Regions from separate parts of the Triticum aestivum genome. Here region 1 is linked to region 2. The links are chromatin contacts, called in public Hi-C maps. All regions are on one chromosome and are shown on one strand. The core of a region is the stretch at or near the end of the contact, and the rest is flanking DNA. Distances in the headings are between cores, read along the strand shown. Region 1 holds the start of LOC123112022. Region 2 holds the start of LOC123112019 (alanine aminotransferase 2).

Region 1 (4,679 bases), core at 865-3,364, 150 kb before region 2:
CATATGCCTCTCCCAGCGTATCGAAGCTGCTCCCAACCTCAGGCACTATGACGGTTTCAGTCTTTTTCTCTGCATATTCCTTGATTGTCTTCTCCAACGTGCACACTGTACCAACACAGGGGGGTTGCTCTGTAGGTGCCTGCCAACACGAAACCTGCTCGTTAGATATGCAATTCATTACATTTAGCAAAGGCATTGCACAGGATGACATGTTCCGTTAGTGTCTACACATTTTTCAGACTTTTTATATGCTAAGCAGCAATCGTTGCGAACATAGTTACAAATTTTGAATGCAAAATCACCTCTTTGTCCATGCTGGTGCCTGAGGGTCGTCCCTGCCTGTTGACTGCCCCGAATCTGCTGCCGACAAGTGCCAATACGTCCTGCCCTACCGCGCCAATACTGGACTCGATCGCTGTGTCGAGCAGATTCGGGAGCAGCTGGGCCAGCGACATGGTCTTGCTGCCCCCAACCGTCGGTGGCGTGCTCTCTCTGCCCCCAACGCTGGAGCGAAATAGAAAATGAGTCCGTGTAAGAGAAAGAGAGAAACCATGATCAGGGTAGCTCGCGTGTAGAAACCTTATCAAAAAGGACAAATTCACGTGCAAATAATCTTATACTTTCTGTGTAAAGGGTGCCTTTTTGTTATGCAACCCCATCTAGAATATAAAAGGCCACCAGTTTGCAAATCAAACGCGTGTGCAGCACAAAATGCAACACATAAAAAACATGGCAGTTTATGCAACTCCTAGTTGCTTATATGCCGCCTACCCCACTGGATAACAACAGATAGAACCCTCTTGTCATCTCCCCCCTTATCGTGCCGCCATTAGGAAAACATCCTCTTTTACTGCGTAATTCATATCTACGGTTGTTTTTTGCCCCTGAAAATTGCACACTAGTGCCTGCTTGTAGACTCCCTCTATTTTTCTGCCTGAATAGAAAGCCTCCTCTATTGCATAAAAACATATGCTGAAAATAGCCACCCAATATGAAACACAGATTGTTACACTATTGCCTGCTGAACATATATTACCTACTAAACACAGCTTCCAATACAAATATTGCCTACTGGAAAAACATATATTGCCTACTGAAGCAACAGATGCTGAACATATAACTACCAACATGAATGCAGATTATTACAGTGTTGCTTGCTCGGACACATATATTACCTGCCCCCTACCCCTAATTATGTTGCCTACTGAAGAAAAATAGATGCTGAGAATAGCTATTTGAGCAGAGATATTACAGTATTGCCCACTGAAAAAAAATGTTGCCTACTGAAGAAAACAGTTGCTGATAAATAGCTAGATGAACACGAATGTTACAGCATTGCCTACTGAAGCAGCACAGATGCCGAAATTATATCCAGTATTTTTGCCTACTTATCACTCTTTGTGTTGCCTACAAAATAAACTAATCTAATTTTGTTGTCTACTCCCTGAACATCTGGGATTTTATTTTCTAAAAGCTGATGCAAACATACATGCACATTTGCTTGACTGTTCCGTTCGTGAAGTGAAACACTAGCCCGCTTCCCCTTGACTATGATGCATCTCTGAAACCCATCGCAAAGGAGAGTTGGATTTGTCATGGCTGCTAGTAGCTAGCCCTCCGTCGTGTTGTCCCCACCAAAAAACTCGTGAAACAAATGTGCGTCTGGATAGCAAAATTTTGGTGCGCGAGGCAGTTGTGCCTCTCTCTGTTTTGCATGACCAGCTCGTGATTTTACATCACCCGATTTGCTTCAGTTTTCCTGATCCACATCCACCTCATCCCCCCTTCGTCGCCGTTAGAGATGATGAAATTATGGAGGCCAAGGCGCCGGGACTTACCTCTGGTCGTAGATGTAGCAGAGAACCTCGCCGCCGCGCGCAACCAACGGCTCACGCGCAAGTCGTTCTTCCCCGGTCGACTTGCTGGTGTCCGCCTCCTCCCGATGCAGTTCTCTCTTCACCGGTCCGCGTCGCAGCCATTCGTCGTCGTCGCCGGGCCCCGGCGACGCTCCCGCCGAATCACTAAGGATTTCTCTCCGTGCCGCCGTGCGGAGAGAGAATTGAGAGGGGAACGGCGAGGACAGTAGATGGGACAGAACCAAGACAGAACCCACCGTCGCCTATCCCACCTAGTCGGGTTTAGCTCCCCATACGAGTCTCGATCTCATGATGCCGCCCAGCATAGGTTTATCCATTTGACGACGGCGTTTCCCCACAACGTGTCGGTACATGTATGCCGCATCGTTCTGTCCCCACGGCACAGGATGCCAACCGTGCTAACGCCACCACACGGCTCCGTCGCCCTGCGTAGTATTTTATTATGTATACGTTTTCGTATGCCGTCTGTATTTCAAGCACCAATAAATGTTGTCAACACATGCAAGCCGACCATTGGTCCATAAAACGGGAGCGCGCGAGCCCGTGTGTACTATCGCTGACTATGCATGGAACTTGCAAGCTACATTCCTTTCCTTGGCGCCCACAATGCACACAAGTAGTACAATATGCATCAGATGCTTCTGTGCTGTCTTCCCAGGCAAGTCGCTCCTTAGCACAACACGTTCCTAGCATCAGATGAGTCAAGAACACTCAAAAAAGCTCTACATTAGAACCCAATACATGTTAAATAATATTTGTATAATTAGAACTGGGCCATAATGATAAATTTACCTTTAATCACCGTGATACCAATAGCTAGCTGCTCGTTTTGGTGACCGCAATGGAGAAAAATATATTTATACCAAGTAAAAGAGCAACATCAGATGGCTTTGGTTGACTGTTGTGAAATGAAAACATGATGATGCAGTTTACCGGTGAATACACTTCTCACTTTTCTCAGGCTGTATGTGTGGACGTCGGAGCTTCACTTACTATAAATACATAAATCCCCGGATGGATAACATCAACAATCAATAATTGAAACAATGGAAGAATGAATCCACAAATTGTAGATGCATCCACCAGCTAAATCCACAAACAGGATGCAAGAGGAAGAAAAAGAGAGTTGTGGATCCAGAAATAAGAGAAGGATGGATCACAGAGCCTCCTCAGAGCTCAGTGACTTTCAGCCGTTGGATGCGTTCTCTTGATGCGTTCTCGTCCGTTGGATCGAGAGGTGGGAGGATCTGGGCCGTTGGGTCTGGAAGAAACACTGCTGGAATGAATAGTAATGGAAACATAATGTAAATACCATGCCCCCACCAGGGTATTTTGGTAATTTCGCGTGGTGGGGGTATAAAAGGGGGGCGCTTAGACCTAGCCGCCTCCTCCTTCCACCCCTCCGGCCGGCTCCTCTCCCGCTTGCGCCTCCTCCTCCCCCCACTAGCGCCTCCCTCTCCTCCTTCCCCGCCTTCGCCCGGCCTCCTCCTTCCGCCCCACCGATCTGGCGCCGCCCCGCCTCACCGTCCTCCGCCGCCTGCCTCCTGCCTTGCCTCGCCTCGCTCCGCCGCCGGCCTCCTGCGCCACCCTGCCTCGCCACGCTCCGCCGGCCGCCTCCTGCGCCGCCCCATCTCACCGTGCTCCGCCGGCCGCCTCCTGCCTCCCACCGTGGAGAACGGCGACAGGCGGCTGCCAACGGACGGATACAGGCAGAGGAGGGTCAGAGAGGCGCGCGGAAGGCCGACGAGGTTGGGCAGCGCCGGATCCAGAGTTCGGGGTGGTGCCATGGTTGCTCGGTGAGCTCCTGCAGGGGAAGATGGCGGGGCGAGATTTAAAGGGAGATGGCAGAGAGAAGCGAAAGGGAGTGGCGGCGGGGATTCTGTTGCTCACCGCGAATATCGAGCGCTTGGGCACCATGCGAGGCTGCGGCTGCGGGCGGTTGGAGACGCAGCCTTAGGCAAGTTGTTGTTGCTTTCGAGTGCTGAGCGTCGCTCTGTCGAGTCCGGCGGACGAAGGATTAGGGGAGGGACGGGCTGTGGAGACTTCGAGGCGGCTGGTGGAGGCGTTGGCCTTGTCGGAAGGCCGGAGGAGGCGACCGGTGGTGGCTCGCCATGGCTGCACTTCACGGGAGCGGAGGTAGGCATTCGATGGCCAGTCCGTGTGGATGCAGATGAGACCCAGCCGTGATGAACAAATAGTAGTAGACTGTGCTGGTCTTTTCCTCCTATCTGAATTTTCTGCAGATGAGATCCAGCCGTGATAAACAAACAGCAGTAGGCCGTGCTGCTCTTTTATCTATTCTGAATTTTGTGCAACTCAGATCCACCAAGGAAGAGATGGATGAGGCCGTGCTGCTCCTCTCATCTATCTCAATTGCTATATGGAAAGCTCTAAATTTCCAATCAGGTAAATATCACCACTAACTCTCATTTTCAAGCATAGTACTCCTTCTGCATATAAAGAATAGGCGTGCTTCTTTCATTTTCTCTGTTCATACTTATACTGCAGCAGATAGATACATTTGTATACGGCACTACCATTTGTGTCCTGTCTGATATAGTAGGGATTGAACAACATCAGTTATTTTTTTAGGATTAAACAACATCAGTTAGTTGTACTTGCTTGAAGTCTTGACCCTGAGCATAACCTGATATCAACAAGCAAAAACATTTGTTTTAATGTATGCAAATAGTCACATTGTCTGTTTGGTTGAGGGTCGTTTTTCAGTACATGAATTTGTTGCACTATCATGTAAAAGAATTTGCACTGATGCTAATCATAGTTCTATGGAACTGAATCAAC
Region 2 (4,421 bases), core at 1,716-4,215:
ATCACAAATATTACAAAATAATTCTCCGTCCGTTTTTATCCCGTTTGGACTCCGTTTGATATGGGTTTTCTACGAAACATAAAACATGCAACAAGCAGGAATTGACACTGGGCACTGGATCAATATGTTAGTCCCAAAAATAATATAAAAAGTTGCCAAAAGTATATGAAAGTTAGATAATATTGGCATAGAACAATCAAAAATTATACATACGATGGAGACGTATCAGTGGTGTGTCGTACTAGGCTTGTGTTCAATTGATTCCACCATGATCTGACGACCAGATGACGGCGGACGGCACGGGGTGCTGACGACGGATGGGAATGTGGGGCTGCGGCGATGAGCTGGCCTTCTGCTTGTGTGGTGCCGACCGGCGACGCTGCGATCCTCTGTTGGTGGTGGTGATTTTGATCTGATCGGTTCGATGGTGGTGTTAGTAGATTGTTTTGCAGTGACTTCCTACAGAACCACATCGAGATCATCGAAAAGACTTTGGGAGGTTTTATTTCTTGATCTGGTGGATGACTTCAGTTGTAGACAAAAATTATGAACGGCGACTTAACGCGGAGAGATGGTTATGGAGTGGCGGCAGTCCAATTGTAGATGTTGGGATTGCGGAAAAGCGGTGGTGACAACACTGTTATTTCGATGTGCTGCGAGCACCCTATCTCGAGCTCCGAGGCGAAAGCCTGGTTAGACCTGAGTGGTTATACCTGGCAATGGCGACATTTTTTATGCCGTTACCTTGTTGGAGGCATTGTTCGAATATGCTTAGACTGATTCTTCAGGGTGAAAACTTTGATTCTGGCCTTTGTGATTAGATTCGGTGACGGCGACACTTGAATGTCCCTCCCTCCCTGAAGGCATTGTTGTCGAAGATCATTGTCATCCATGTGGTGTTTATGGTTAGTGCCGCTATGGTCTCAGTTCTAGTTTGTTCATTGATGATCTGATCGCTTTGGGTTTTTTTCTTCTTTTTTCCTCGTCTACGCATAATTTTTGCCTTATGACCTTGCTAGTTGCCAGTGTGTTTTCACATGTGGATTGGGTCGGTTGTGTGCGCCCTTATTATGTTGTGTTATGTATGTCCTTTTGATGCTTCATTTTAAGCCAATAAAATCCACTCTTTGTCAAGAAAACATGCATTTTCTTGTGGGTTAGCACAGGCATCCTACTGTATCAAAAAAAACAGGTTTTACAATTGTATTTACCATTTTTTTTTGAATTTTACTGTTCATACGAGGAGACTATAAACTCGATGTCCCCAGCCTCTTTTTACGGTAGAATAGAAGAAAGAAAATGGAAAACGTTTGCAAACGGCGCACTGGCCGAAGCTTCGGCCGGTCCTGCACGCGCCGCTCGATCGGGCTGAATCCTGCGGCCCGTTTTTCACCTTTCTTGTGAAAGGTTATCCGCTCACAGACGCAGCTTTCCATGCGGGCCACACACAACGCTGTTTTTTCCGTTGCAATCTTTCTTATCCCAACGCGAAGGGTGTGAGCCCACTCATTCGTTCTCCACGACGACTTTTCCCAGTCTTATTTTTCTCTCTATTCGCCAGAGTGCTGCCGCCTCCTCGTCTTGACTCATCTGTCTCCACGAACTCTCTCTTCCCTGACTCCACACCGTCAAGCCGGCCTGCGGCTCCACACGGCCCGAGCGAACCATCCCCTTCCTTCCCCTATTTCCACTTTAGAGCTCCACGACATCACCGGCCGTCGGCAATGGCTGCAACCTGTCACCCATCAACCTCCACCTTCTTTGCCAGCGGTCAACGGCGACGCTGCTTTTTCCCTATTTTTGCTGCAAAGGCGGCCGTGTGGTGCTGGAAGGCCGGCCGTCGGAGCTGCGAGTAGACTCAATGCACAGGGTGCTGCAACTGGCTACAGAGGAGCTACGACCGGCATGTGGCGGAGCTGCAACCAGTGTGCCAATTGCTACAGCCAACAGCATTTTTTGCTGGAACAGAGAAAGTAGGTGTTGTGACCGGCGCGTAGCGGAGCTTCAACCAGCTGCGCAAAATGCTACTACCGTCGCCATTTTTTGCTGGTACCAGAGGAAGTAAGGGTAGCGACCGGCGAGTGAAAGAGCTGCAACCAGCATCACAAAATGCTACAATTGGTTTCTAGGAAAGCTTCAATCAAAGACGGGGAAGCTGAGGGCCGGCCATCGCACACCACGAAAAGCTGCAACTGGCGACAAGAAAGTTACAACCGACTTCTGGAAAAGCTTCAATCAAAGACAGGAAAGCTAAGGATCGGCCATCGCGCACCACAAGAAGCTACAACCGGCGACGAGAAAGTTACAACTAGCTTTTGAAAAAGCTTCAACCAAAGACAGGAAGCTGACAATGGCGAGCGGCGACGACGGGGCTGTGTGGCGGAGCACGGAGGTGCTGCGACCTGTGCGCTACAACGCCGGCCGGTGGCGACGCTGAACGGCGGACCACCGAGGTGCTGCACGCGGCGAGATGTTGTCCAATGTTGTCCGCGAGCCGGCCGTTGATGGGGGCGACACAAAGGGTCTGCGGCAAGAGGCGCTCTACGTCGCTGACAACGGCGAGGTGACGTGTTGCTAGCAGGTCGGCACTCGCCGCGGACCTCGCGACCTGGCATCCGCGCGCATGCGCCACCAGCTAGCATCATATGTGTGAGGTGAAAACGTAGGACAGAGAAAGAGATGTTTGCGCGTCCGCCGGTCTAGCCTCAATCAAACGGCGCATAATAATCTAATCTAGTGGCTAGCATGCGACCGGCCGAGTATTTCGGCCGGCGCGCCCGCGCGTAGTACTGGCCAAAGAAAATTTGGTGTGGGGTGAGTGGATCTTGCACACACGCCCGTGAAGCGCCATACTACCACTGTCGCAATACTGCTTGAGAAAACCATGCCGGCCGAACCCCACAGGTCGGACGGACGCGCGGCAGGGGCAGCTCTCTCGGCTTTGCTTACACGCCGCCGAAGGTCCAGACTCAGAGGCTTGTTCCCACGCTAGACGTGGCAGCCGCGGCCTGCCAAGCAGTGCCCACCGCCACCGCCTAAGCTCCCCCGTACCCCTTGACCCGGCGGCCTCTGCCACCCAGCACGGCACAATCACTCACTCTCTGCATCCTCCCCTCCCCTCTCCTCTGCGCCACCTTAGCCAAGCTCTCCTCCTTCCTTCCCCGCCCGCGCGCGCTCTCTCCTCGCCGGCGCCGCCCCGCGCCATGTCGTACAACAAGACCGCCTCCATCACCGCCGAGACCATAAACCCCAAGGTACCGTACCGTACCTGACGGACGCCTCCCCCCCTGCTCCTGGTGCTTGCCCTTCTTCACGTACGCCAAACCTGACTCGGTTCTCCATGTTTTTCTTTCTTCCTCACTCGCAGGTGAAGATCTTCGACTACGAGCCCTGCGGGGAGATCGCCAGGCACGCAGAGGTAACAGCAACAGTGCTGCCTGCGCTCACCCCCCGCCGTTCATCTGTCCATGTATGTATGTATGTATGTATGTATGTGTCGCAGTCCAGTCAGACTGTCTGTCTATCGACACAGCCAGTGGCAGTGGCCAGTGGGTTACCTCTGACATAGTAGTACCCGAGTGCACAAGCTAACTAAAGAAATGACTGCTGTAAACTGAAACTAAAGTAGCGCACAAGCCAACTAAAGAAATGACTTCTGTAAACTGAAACTAAGTGCTAGACTGCATTTTGCACTACAGCCAGTTCAGATGATGCATCCAACTTTGATCTTTGGTATCATCTGGCATTCCTGGCCCATAATAAATCTGCAAAAACACTGGTTTGACCGTACAAGTTTCCTATCGGCATATGCCGGTTTTCGTGTTATCCAGCGGTTGGCGCAGGAGATGGAGAAGAGCCCAGGTTCTCGCCCTTTTCCAGAGGTGCGTCTTTGTTTACATATATACTTATGTTCAATCCTGGCCAAAATCACTAATCGATGATGATGAGTTGCTTCCTTGCAGATAACATACTGCAACCTTGGGAACCCCCAGGCTCTCGGCCAGCGACCCATAACCTTCTTCCGTGAGGTTATAACCCTTAATCACACTCTCCAAAAAAAAAACTTAATCTGGGAGGCATTGCTGTCTTATGCCTCAAATATCATCATCTGCCTTCAGGTTCTTTCTCTGTGTGACAATCCAGCTCTCCTGCACAGGGATGAAACTCGTATGCTATTCAGGTTTGTTGGGCTTAAATAATACTGTACTACTAGCTCAGAGTCTGTTTACCCACCTCTCACAATTTTCTGTTCAAAAGAAAAGCAAATTCTTCAGCCATTGATGAGTTTGCTGTCAGTTCTAGCACAAAAGTTGCTAGTATCATGCACCATCTTGCTGTGACGATTTGATTCGTCGAAACCTGACCAGTGTTGTTTCAACCTGCTATTACAGCCCATGTGCCATAAATAGAGCGCGGAAGAT

What was found. Hi-C and Micro-C count contacts between places; a contact is called where the count stands out from the background.
Region 1: a Hi-C map of leaf shows a contact between it and region 2, with 4 times the contacts expected there. The contact joins the promoter of LOC123112022 here to the promoter of LOC123112019 in region 2. A contact is called at or near these places in 2 of 5 Hi-C or Micro-C datasets (both in leaf).

Annotation. Positions count from the first base shown.
Region 1 is chr5B:390,861,362-390,866,040 of IWGSC CS RefSeq v2.1, reverse strand. LOC123112022 reads right to left here and starts at 2,114. Exons shown (of 3, transcript XM_044532921.1): 1 at 1,839-2,114; 2 at 303-504; 3 at 1-139. The coding sequence starts at 455. LOC123112020 (a long non-coding RNA gene) reads left to right here and starts at 3,269. Exons shown (of 10, transcript XR_006455020.1): 1 at 3,269-4,283.
Region 2 is chr5B:390,715,311-390,719,731 of IWGSC CS RefSeq v2.1, reverse strand. It overlaps LOC123112019 (alanine aminotransferase 2), which reads left to right and starts at 2,965. Exons shown (of 15, transcript XM_044532919.1): 1 at 2,965-3,254; 2 at 3,368-3,418; 3 at 3,831-3,881; 4 at 3,963-4,028; 5 at 4,119-4,180; 6 at 4,392-4,421. The coding sequence starts at 3,204.